2 separate regions of the Muntiacus reevesi genome follow, and region 1 is linked to region 2. Evidence: chromatin contacts called from public Hi-C data. All regions are on one chromosome and are shown on one strand. Each heading gives the region's core, a stretch centred on a gene start, on an enhancer-like site or on the middle of the called end of the contact. The rest is flanking DNA. Distances are from core to core; before and after follow the strand shown. Region 1 holds the start of LOC136167496. Region 2 holds the start of ISY1 (ISY1 splicing factor homolog).

Evidence for each region. A called contact is a pair of places that touch in the nucleus more often than the background predicts.
Region 1: a Hi-C map of muscle shows a contact between it and region 2, with 7 times the contacts expected there. The contact joins the promoter of LOC136167496 here to the promoter of ISY1 in region 2. A contact is called at or near these places in 2 of 3 Hi-C or Micro-C datasets (blood and muscle).

The regions. Positions count from the first base shown.
Region 1 is chr4:116,986,095-116,991,120 of mMunRee1.1, forward strand. LOC136167496 reads right to left here and starts at 1,757. Exons shown (of 4, transcript XM_065935049.1): 1 at 1,518-1,757. The coding sequence starts at 1,757.
Region 2 is chr4:116,791,314-116,795,728 of mMunRee1.1, forward strand. ISY1 (ISY1 splicing factor homolog) reads right to left here and starts at 2,474. Exons shown (of 11, transcript XM_065934014.1): 1 at 2,248-2,474; 2 at 212-234. The coding sequence starts at 2,250.

The sequences.
Region 1 (5,026 bases), core at 507-3,006, 190 kb after region 2:
TTCCCCTGGAGGGCATGGCAACCTGCTCCAGTATTCTTGCCTGGAGAATCCCCATGGACAGAGCCTGGCGGGCTAAGACCCATGGGGTCACAAAGAGTCAGACAGGACTAAGAGATTAACACTTTCACTTTCAAGCTGTTACGCATAAGAGACTCTTGTTCAATGCCTGGGTCAGGAAGATGCCTTGGAGGCGGAAATGGCAACCTACTCCAGTATTCTTGCCTGGGAAATCCCACAGCAGAGGAGTCTGGTGGGCTGCTGTCCAGGTCACAGAGTCACACCGGACTGAAGTGACTGAGCATGCACGCATCAACCCTCAAAACATAGAAAGATATTCCAGCAACAGGACTCACTACAAATACGTGTGTTCATAGCAGGAAGATGTTATTAATTAATATTTATTCGTTCTTTCAACAAACAGGTCTTGAGCGCCTTCTGTCTGCCGGGCCAAACCCAGGCTCCTTCTCCTCCCCTCAAAAACAAAAACTAGGGGGGGGGGATCGGGATGGGGAATACATGCAAATCCATGGCTGATTCATGTCAATGTATGACAAAACCCACTACAATATTGTAAATTGGCCTCCAACTAATAAAAATAAATGGAAAAAAAAACAAACCCTGTCTTTCAAGAGGGCTCAGGCCATCTCAACAACCAACCTTTGCAGCAAGTATTGCGGCACTGACCTTGGGAAGTCTGTCCTCACAAACGGAACCTCTTGAATCTTTACTAAATATCGTGGTCTCGGATAAAAAAAAGTCCTTTTTTTTTTTTTTAACGTTGCCTTACCGCTTTATGATGTGACAACCTTACGAAAAAGCTTTGCGCCTTCAGATGGCACACTTAGACATTCCCAAACTTGTCGTGTACCCAGTCCCCGTCGCCATTTCGGCCCTTGGAAGGGACCCAGCCTAGGCGAGAGGTGGACATCCCCACCCTCGTAAATCTTTCAAAAACAAAGCCCGCCAACCACGGCATATCCTCACACGTCTTCCCGCACTTTGCTTTCCCTCACTTAGGTGTCTGCTGGGTTGGGTCCCCACTAGTGTAGGAGCCGTCCTGCGCTTTCCCGCGACGGCACGTCACTCCTCCGAGAGGAGGAACGAACTCGGTTCACCTTCCCGTCGCTGGTTTCGCGGGCAAGACCGGAAGATCAGCCTCCGCGAGGCAGCTGAGGGAACTGGAGCTAAGGGGACCCAAACTGCTGGGAGGGAATACCTAACGTGGCCGCGGGGCTTCCTCAGCCTGGAGCCGGGTCCAGGAAGGGCAGGGCCCGCTGCCCGCGAGGCCGCCCCACCGCCCCGACAAGCACCGAGGCCCAGAGAGAGCACCCAGCGACGGCGGCCAGGCCACTTCCGGCCGCGCAGTGGGGGCCGCCATCTTGGACTCTTGGCCACCTAAACGACAACAAAGACGGCGGGACACTGCGGAAGCTGTCTTTCTCCGGGAGCCTACTGCGATGCCAGCTCACAGATCGCCGGGTGTCCCCAAAACAGACCGGCCCCTCAGCGTTCCGTACCGCCACACAGGAAGCCGCCATCTTGTACTGCAGAACCCTCCCTTTCCGGGACCGGCCGCTGACGTGACTCGTGAGGTGCGAGCCAACAAAGGCGGCGCGAGCGCCCTCTGGCGGTAGCGCCGCAAAAGCGCCGACAGCTTTGACCCGACGAGGATTCTGCTTCCGGGTCTCCGAGGGGGCGGGTCGTGACCCAAGCGCCGGGCAGGGGCGTGGCTGGGGTGGCCTGGGGAGCATGCGCATCGACGTTGGAGCGGGGTGGGGCTCGGCCTGCTCAGGTTGAGGGTCCTGAGTGAAAGTGAAAGGTTAAAGTCGCTCAGTCTTGTCGGACCCTTTGCGACCCCATGGAGCACGCCAGGCCTCCCTGTCCGTCACCAACTCCCGGAGCTTGCTCAGACTCATGTCCATCGAGTCGGTGACGCCATCCAGCCGTCTCATCCTCTGCCGTCCCCTTCTCCCGCCTGCGTCTTTCCCAGCATCAGGGTCTTTCCCAATGACCCTATAGGACAGTGAGGGTCCTAGTGGTTTATTAGTCCTCGCCCGCCCGTGAGGCTCGTGCTATGTACTGTTACCGCTTACACGTGCCCTCCTTACCCCCTCTGCTAAACCCTGGGGGAGACGGCCTGGAGGTCTCCCCTCTCTGTAAAATGGGAAACATTACCTGGCCGGGGGTTGTTGCGAGGCTTGCTTTCGGATGACAGCATGGGTTCGTAATGACTGCCTGCTTCTCCCTCGGTGATAGTGAGAACAAGCCTAGGCAGGACAGCCTGGGCCGCCCTGGGTCACAGCTGGAGGAGCCTCCCGGGCAGGGGCAGTTGATACGGCACAGGGGCAGCGCGGTGCACGCGGTGGGGCCTTTGCTCCCCGCAGCTGAGGGCGCTTCCGCAGAGAGTGGCCACGAGCAGACAAGGCGTGAAAGTGCCTGCCCAGCTGCCGAGCCCGGCGCCGCGTCGGTGGGTGTCCAGGTGGCTGTGAAGCGGACGGTGGTGGTCGTGGGGAGCACCGTCCCCAGCCGCTCCGAGAAGCCAGACCACACAGCCGTGTTCCTCTCCTGTGGCTGGTGACGGCTTGTCACGGGCTAGCGTTCTGGAACCACCTGGCGACCAGCTCTCTCAGCCTGCAGCGGCCTGAAGGTTGGGCGGTGCCCAGAGGCCGTTCTGGCTCCGTCAGGAGTCTGGCCGCCTGGCCTCCCTTGGAGGGCTCCTGCTGTCCTCTTCCATGAGGAGAACTACATGTCTTTGGGATTCACACATCAAGATGCACAGCGCCTGCATGCTAAGAAGCTCAAAGATAGTGATTTAAGGCTCCTTAGATAAGATTACCTGCTCTACTTGCTTCAAACCAGCAATCATACCACCTCGATTTCCATGAGGGTAGCTTCCTCATTCTGGAAGTTAGATGCATTCCAGGGCTTCAGGAGACCTCTCTTTAAAGGGGAAAATTTTAAAAATAAATAAATAAAGGGGAAAATTATGTTTCTATCAGTTCCTACAGGGGTGATGAGTTAGCACGTTAATGGAGTTACAGTGGTTGGGGGCACGTCTGAGTCAGTTTTCACCCTCACCCTCATCACATGACCCAGGGGAGATGCTGTTTCTGTCCTTTGGAAATATACAACGTTTGTTAAGCCAGGTGTGCACATCACAGATATTACTACCTTGATGCAGGAGAAATGAAGTAAGGAAGCCTCATCCTGTTTCTCTGTGATTATCCAACACTGAAATTGTCCAATATTGTCCTGGACATTCATACTGGACAACACTAACCAAAGCAAACAGGAACATCAGGCCTTTCCACTTGTTTCCTCATAATGTGAAGAATTAATCCTTTGTGCAGTTGTCTTTTTTTTTTTCAGCTGTGCTACTTGGCTTGTGGGACCCTAGTTCCCCACCCAGGGATCGAACTTGGACCCTGGCAGTGAAAGCACCAAGAGTCCTAACCACTAGACTGCCAGGGAATTCCCCTTGCAGTTGTCTTTTAAGCAAAATAGAATAATAAAAAAGCTACAAACAAAAGAACATTATGTTATTGCTTACATTTATCTTGATTGGTGCTCTTTTCCCCTGTATTTGGAATCAAGTTACTGACTAGTATCATTTCACTTTAGCCTGAAAGACTCCCTTTATTATTTCTTGGAACGCAGGTTTGACTAGCAACAAATTCTCTCAATCTTTGTTTATCTTGGGATCATCATTGCTGTTTCATTTTTATTTTAGCATTATCAGTTCAGTTGCTCAGTCGTGTCCGACTCTTTGTGACCCCACGGACTGCAGCACACCAGGCCTCACTGTCCATCACCAACTCCCGGAGTCCACCTAAACTCTTTTCCACCTAAACATTGAGTCAGTGATGCCATCCAACCATCTCATACTCTGTTGTCCCCTTCTCCTCCTGCCCTCAATCTTTCCCAGCATCAGGGTCTTTTCAGATGAGTCAGCTCTTCGAATCAGGTGGCCAAAGTGTTGGAGTTTCAGCTTCACCATCAGTCCCTCCAATGAACACCCAGGACTGATCTCCTTTAGGATGGACTGGTTGGATATCCTTGCAGGCCAAGGGACTCTCAAGAGTCTTCTCCAATGCCACCGTTCAAAAGCATCCATTCTTCGGCGCTCAGCTTTCTTTATAGTCCAACTCTCACATCCATGTATGACCACTGGGAAAACCATAGCTTTGTCTAGATGGACCTTTGTCGGCAAAGTAATGTCTCTGCTTTTTAATATGCTGTCTAGGTTGATCATAACTTTCTTTCCAAGGAGTAAGCATCTTTTAATTTCACGGCTGCAATCACCATCTGCAGTGATTTTGGAGCCCAGAAAAATAAAGTCAGCCACTGTTTCTACTGTTTCCCCATCTATTTGCCATGAAGTGATGGGACCAGATGCCATGATCCTAGTTTTCTGAATGTTGAGCTTTAAGCCAACTTTCACTCTCCTCTTTCACTTTCATCAAGAGGCTCTTTAGTTCTTCACTTTTTAGCATTATAGTGTACTACATTAATTGACTTTTTAAAACAATTTTTATTTACTTATTTTTGGTTGTCCTGGGCCTGCCTTGCTGCTCGGGCTACTGTCTACTTGCAGTGCCAAGGCATCTCACTGTGATGGCGTCTGCAGACACAGGCTCTGGGGCACACGGACTTCAGGAGTCATGGCGGGAGGGCTCAGTGGTTGTGGCTGCTGGGCTCTACGGCACGGGCTCTGCACGGCATGGCTCACAGTGTCATTGAGTTAGAGAAGGTTGGTCCAGGTGATCAGATTGGTTAGTTTCCTGTGATTGTGGTTTTCGGCCTGTCTGCCCTCTGATGGAGAAGGTAAGAGGCTTACGGAAGCTTCCTGATAGGGGAGACTGACTGAGGGGAAAATTGGGTCTTGTTCTGATGGGCAGGGCCATGTTCAGTAAATCTTTAATCCTATTTTCTGTTGATGGGTGGAGCTGTGTTCCCTCCCTGCTCTTTACCTGGGGCCAAACTATGGTGCAGGTAATGAAGATAACGGCAACCTCCTTCAAAGGAT
Region 2 (4,415 bases), core at 1,224-3,723:
CCCCACCCACCACCCCCCCGCCGGCCGCAGGGTAAGTTCTGGGAGCAGTGAGAAAACACTTCGGGGGAGATAACTACATGGGCAGATATAAGCACGCTACTTCAACACAGGGAGAGGAAGAAACGGGTACCCAAAGACCAAACAGGAAGAGAGCTCCCAGGTGGCGACTGAGCAGCATAAAACCTACAGGCAAAAGGGACTTGATACTCACATGGCCTTTTCTGCGTTTCGGGCCTAAAAGGAAAAGAGAGGGGAAGAAAAACGTCCATGTTTAAAAGAGTTTTTTCTTTTACTTTTTAGAAAAAGGTTTTATTTAAAGAAAAGCTTCACCAGGACACAGTCAGAAGCATGGGCACAGCAATGACAACAAAAATCAAACGATGTCCAAATCCTGTGACTTGACTTAGCCGCTCTCCCTAAACTCTACTCCTCCCCATGACCACTCCCTTGGATTTGGCCACTCCTCCTTCAGAATCCACCTGTGTCATCATCATCCCAGGCAATTCTCCTGTCACCCGTTCTTCCCAGCTAGGCTGCTCCCCTTTGTCTGGGTCTATACCTACCAGGCACTTTCCACCCAGCATCACAACTGTCTGTTCTGTGCCAGTGGAACTTGAGGAAGGAAAGACTGGCTTTTACAAGTGAGTTTTACGGAAAGATTGTTGCACTGAGGGCAAGTCACTCATCCCTGAAACACAGCGTCAGGCTGGGAACACGTTTTCTGGGTTGCAGTGTAAGCAGAGTACTTGTTGAGTCCAGGATCTGAGCGTTACTCTCCACTCTCCCACTTAGCGTCCCTGAGAAATTCTCTCTCAGGCTTGGCTTCCCCATCTCTAGGCAAGGATCGCACCTTTTACCTCACATAGGCGTCAGGATGGTGCAATCAGATAAATATATGAAGAGGTCAGCGATGCAGTTTACAGGTGCTCAGCAAGAGTGAGCTCCACTTAAGTCTTTCTGACTTTTTCTTCCAACTGACACAGAAATAAGCTTGCTAAGTGCTCGGTAGATAGATGGACACGATATCTACTAAGGAAGGAAACAGAGGCTCTCCCAGGAGAAGCCATCTTCTTGAAGGCTGAGGTTGTGTCCTGCCTACTTCATTAAAGCCTATAGATTCTCAGTATATAATGTAATTCGTGAAACACCATGCTGGGTACTACGGATCTGGCCCCGGTCCTTCCTTTTGAGGGAAGTCAGAGGAACTTCGGTCCCCAGCACAGTGAGTCATGTGACAAGGGCAGGTAGCCGGGATTGCAACGCAGTGGACATCTGTTGCTGCTGTTTGGTCACCGGGTCGTGTGCGACTCTGCGATCCCATCGACTGCAGCACACCAGGCTTCCCTGTCCTTCACTATCTCGCAAAGTTTGCTCAAACTCATGCCCATTGAGTCTGCGATGCCATCCAACCATCTCATCCCCGGCCGCCCCTTCTCCTCCTGCCCTCCACCTTTCAGAGCTTCCCTGTGGCTCAGACAGTAAAGAATCTGCCTGCAATGCAGGAGACCTAGGTTCCTTCCCTGAGTCGGGGAGATGCCCGGGAGAAGGGAACAGCTGTCCACTGCGGTATTCTTGCCTAGAGAATCCCACGGCGGAGTACAGTCCGCAGGGACACAAGGGTAGGAGAGGGCTGAGAGGCCAACACTTCCAAGGGACGTGACTTCGGGCAAACGCAGGGAGAGAGTGGAGGCCAGGGGAGCCTGGAGCGCTGCGGTCCACGGGTGTGCAAAGAGTCGGACACGACGAAATCCAGGGTTATGGAAAGCCACAAAAAGGAGTGTGTGTGATGGCCACAGTTTGCCGGAAACATCCAAAGCTTCTCCTCTGCCAGGGAGTGGAGGGAGGAGACCCCTACGCTTGTCAGAGTTCGCAAACGAGAGCCTGCGGGCTGAGGCGGCCAGTGTGAAGGAGTAATGGGGGGCGAGCGGCATATCTCCGAGGGCTGGAGAGCGGAGAAGGCTGCTTTCTGCACCCTGGTTTCTCATCAATCGACGGACTTCCACGACGCCTTCGATAACTTGCTACGGCGCCTCGCGCCTCCCACCGGCGCTTCGCTTGGTGAGAACGTCACGGTCACCAACGGCCCCGCGCATCCTCCCGTCCCTGGGCCCTGCCCTCGGGGGCTGCCCTCGCCTCCTCCGGCCTCACGCGGCGGGAAAGCCCTGTGTCCCGAACGCGAGGGCCGCAGCCCCCGGGCTCCCCGGCCCCGGCCCGCCGCTCTCCTCCCCCGCTCCCCGCCCCGCTCACCATGCTGAGAGGGAGCGCGCCGCCCTCAGGCCGCGCAGCACCAGCCCACGGACTTCTGCCGCCCCGGGAGCGGCCAATCCAGACGGGAACTGAACGTTTTAGCCTTCCGGAACCACCGGCTTCCCAGTCGGAAGGATAACTACGGGAGCCGGAAGTGAGGAACCGGAAGCGAAACTCAGAATTGACCTGGGGACGGGAAGGAAGTGCAGGCGCGCTCCCGTTGGCAGCCTTCCCTGGGCGTCAGGACGTCGCACAGACGTGTGCGCACGAAAATTAGGGGCGTGGCAGAACTGCGCTTGCGCAATGGAACGGAAGCGTCTTCGACTAGGACCGGGGTGGTGGGGTGGTGCTGGTGCTGGTATTGCTCTCGCGATAACAACGGCGTGGTTTCCCGTGATAACTCGCGGTGAGTCTGCTTGGTCCGTGGCTGCTCCTGGAGGTTCGCGTCCCTGCTACCCGTCAGGTCCTGGGAGCGGAGACACGCCGTTGGAAATTTCTCGTCCTCAGCCCTCTGAGTGGACGGGGGGCCCTCCCGCGGCCCGCGTGCTCGTCAGGAGCGGGAGGTTGCCTCGCCTCGCCAGCTCCCCCTCCCCTCTCAGTCGTTTATTTCGGGTCTGTGCTTCTCAGAGTTTCGCCTGGAATCGCGGGGTCTGTCCGAGCTTGACCCAGGCTTGAGGTCACCCTTTAAAAGTAAACGTAAGGCCCGGGGGAGAAAAGGACCGTTACTGCTGGAGCTCAGTCGGTGGGTACTGGGCACGCCGCGGGCATCCGAAGGGCCTCAGCCCAGGACCAGGGAGTCAGGGAAGAGACCGCCGCTAGGGATGGAGCTGGTGACTCCTCCCGCAGGGCCCCGGTGACCGCTTCGGCCAGTTCCAGCACCTCCCCTTCGGCCAGCATGGTGCTTTGCGGAAGCGACTTCCTGCGACACGGGGCCTAATCTTTGCTGGGTGCTCCGGCTGCAGCCGGGAAGCACAGGCCGTCGGGGGACGCAGCCAACGTTTGTGGTTCAGACAGGACCTCCGAGTGCTTGGGACAGACACGAGGGGCTCGTGCCTGAGCCGTGACAAGTTTTCCCTTAAGAAGTTCAGGCTGTCCTGCCACAGTCCATCGTCCGCCTCCCTGACAGCTAGGCGTGGGCTTGCCAGGAAACCCTGGCCCATGAGAGTGGAGTGGAAGGAATGTGTGCCACTTAGGTGGCGCCCTGAGAAGTGTGGATGTGCCTTGCCCTTGCCCCTTGGCTGCTTTAGTACTGTGAGCCATAGGGGGCGCTCTCCCAGGCTGATGCCCGCTTTCAACCATCTCAGCAGAAGCCAGGAATACAGATGGGTCATCCAGGAGAGATGTGCAGAGGAACCTCTTGTCAGATGGAGTGAATTCCCATGACACACACAGGAGACCCCCAAGGTTGAACATTTCACACCAGTAGAACCACTGCCAGCTTGGACGGCATGGGACAGAGGGTACAAAAGAGGGCTGTTAACCCGCAAAAATTCTAGGGGCAGGACATGGGCTGATCAACGTGTAGCCATGCACAGGTGCCGCCCTTCATGGAGAGCAGCTGATGGCTCCTGGGGAGGCAGCTCAAGCCCAGAGGATGTGGGCTTGAGGCTTGAGGTTTCAGGCCCTGAAACCTAACACACTTGCCCTGTGACTGGTTGAAACCAGTGAGGCCTCTTCCTTCCAGTCTCCCATCCTGACGGGTAGTGGGAGACGTACAGTCTCCCACTCATCTTGGGGAGCAAGTCACAAAGCTCCTGATAGGAGTGATGGCCCAGGCTGGATCATACCGAGATCTCACCCATACCTGATTTAGGACAGACTGGGGCCTCTGTAGCCGGCCAAACTTAGAGCAGACTTGTATCTTTGATGGGATGACGCTTTTAGTGGTGTTAGGATGAGATGGTGACAGGGTCCATCCGAGGCAGAAGCATACCCTCCCTTCATGTAAATGTCCTGGTCCCCCAAGACCTGAAGTTAATACAGACTCCTTGTGATCTGAATGGATCCTGGAGCATTGTGTTCTTCGTGGAAAATAAAGATATGCCAGTATGAGAGTAAAATAACACAACCCTCCTGAAAGAGGACTGCATCTCACAGGTCGTGTCGCAGCTTTTAATCAACTTTGGGCTTCTTTGTTCCAAATTACAGTTAACTAGCTGAATATACCA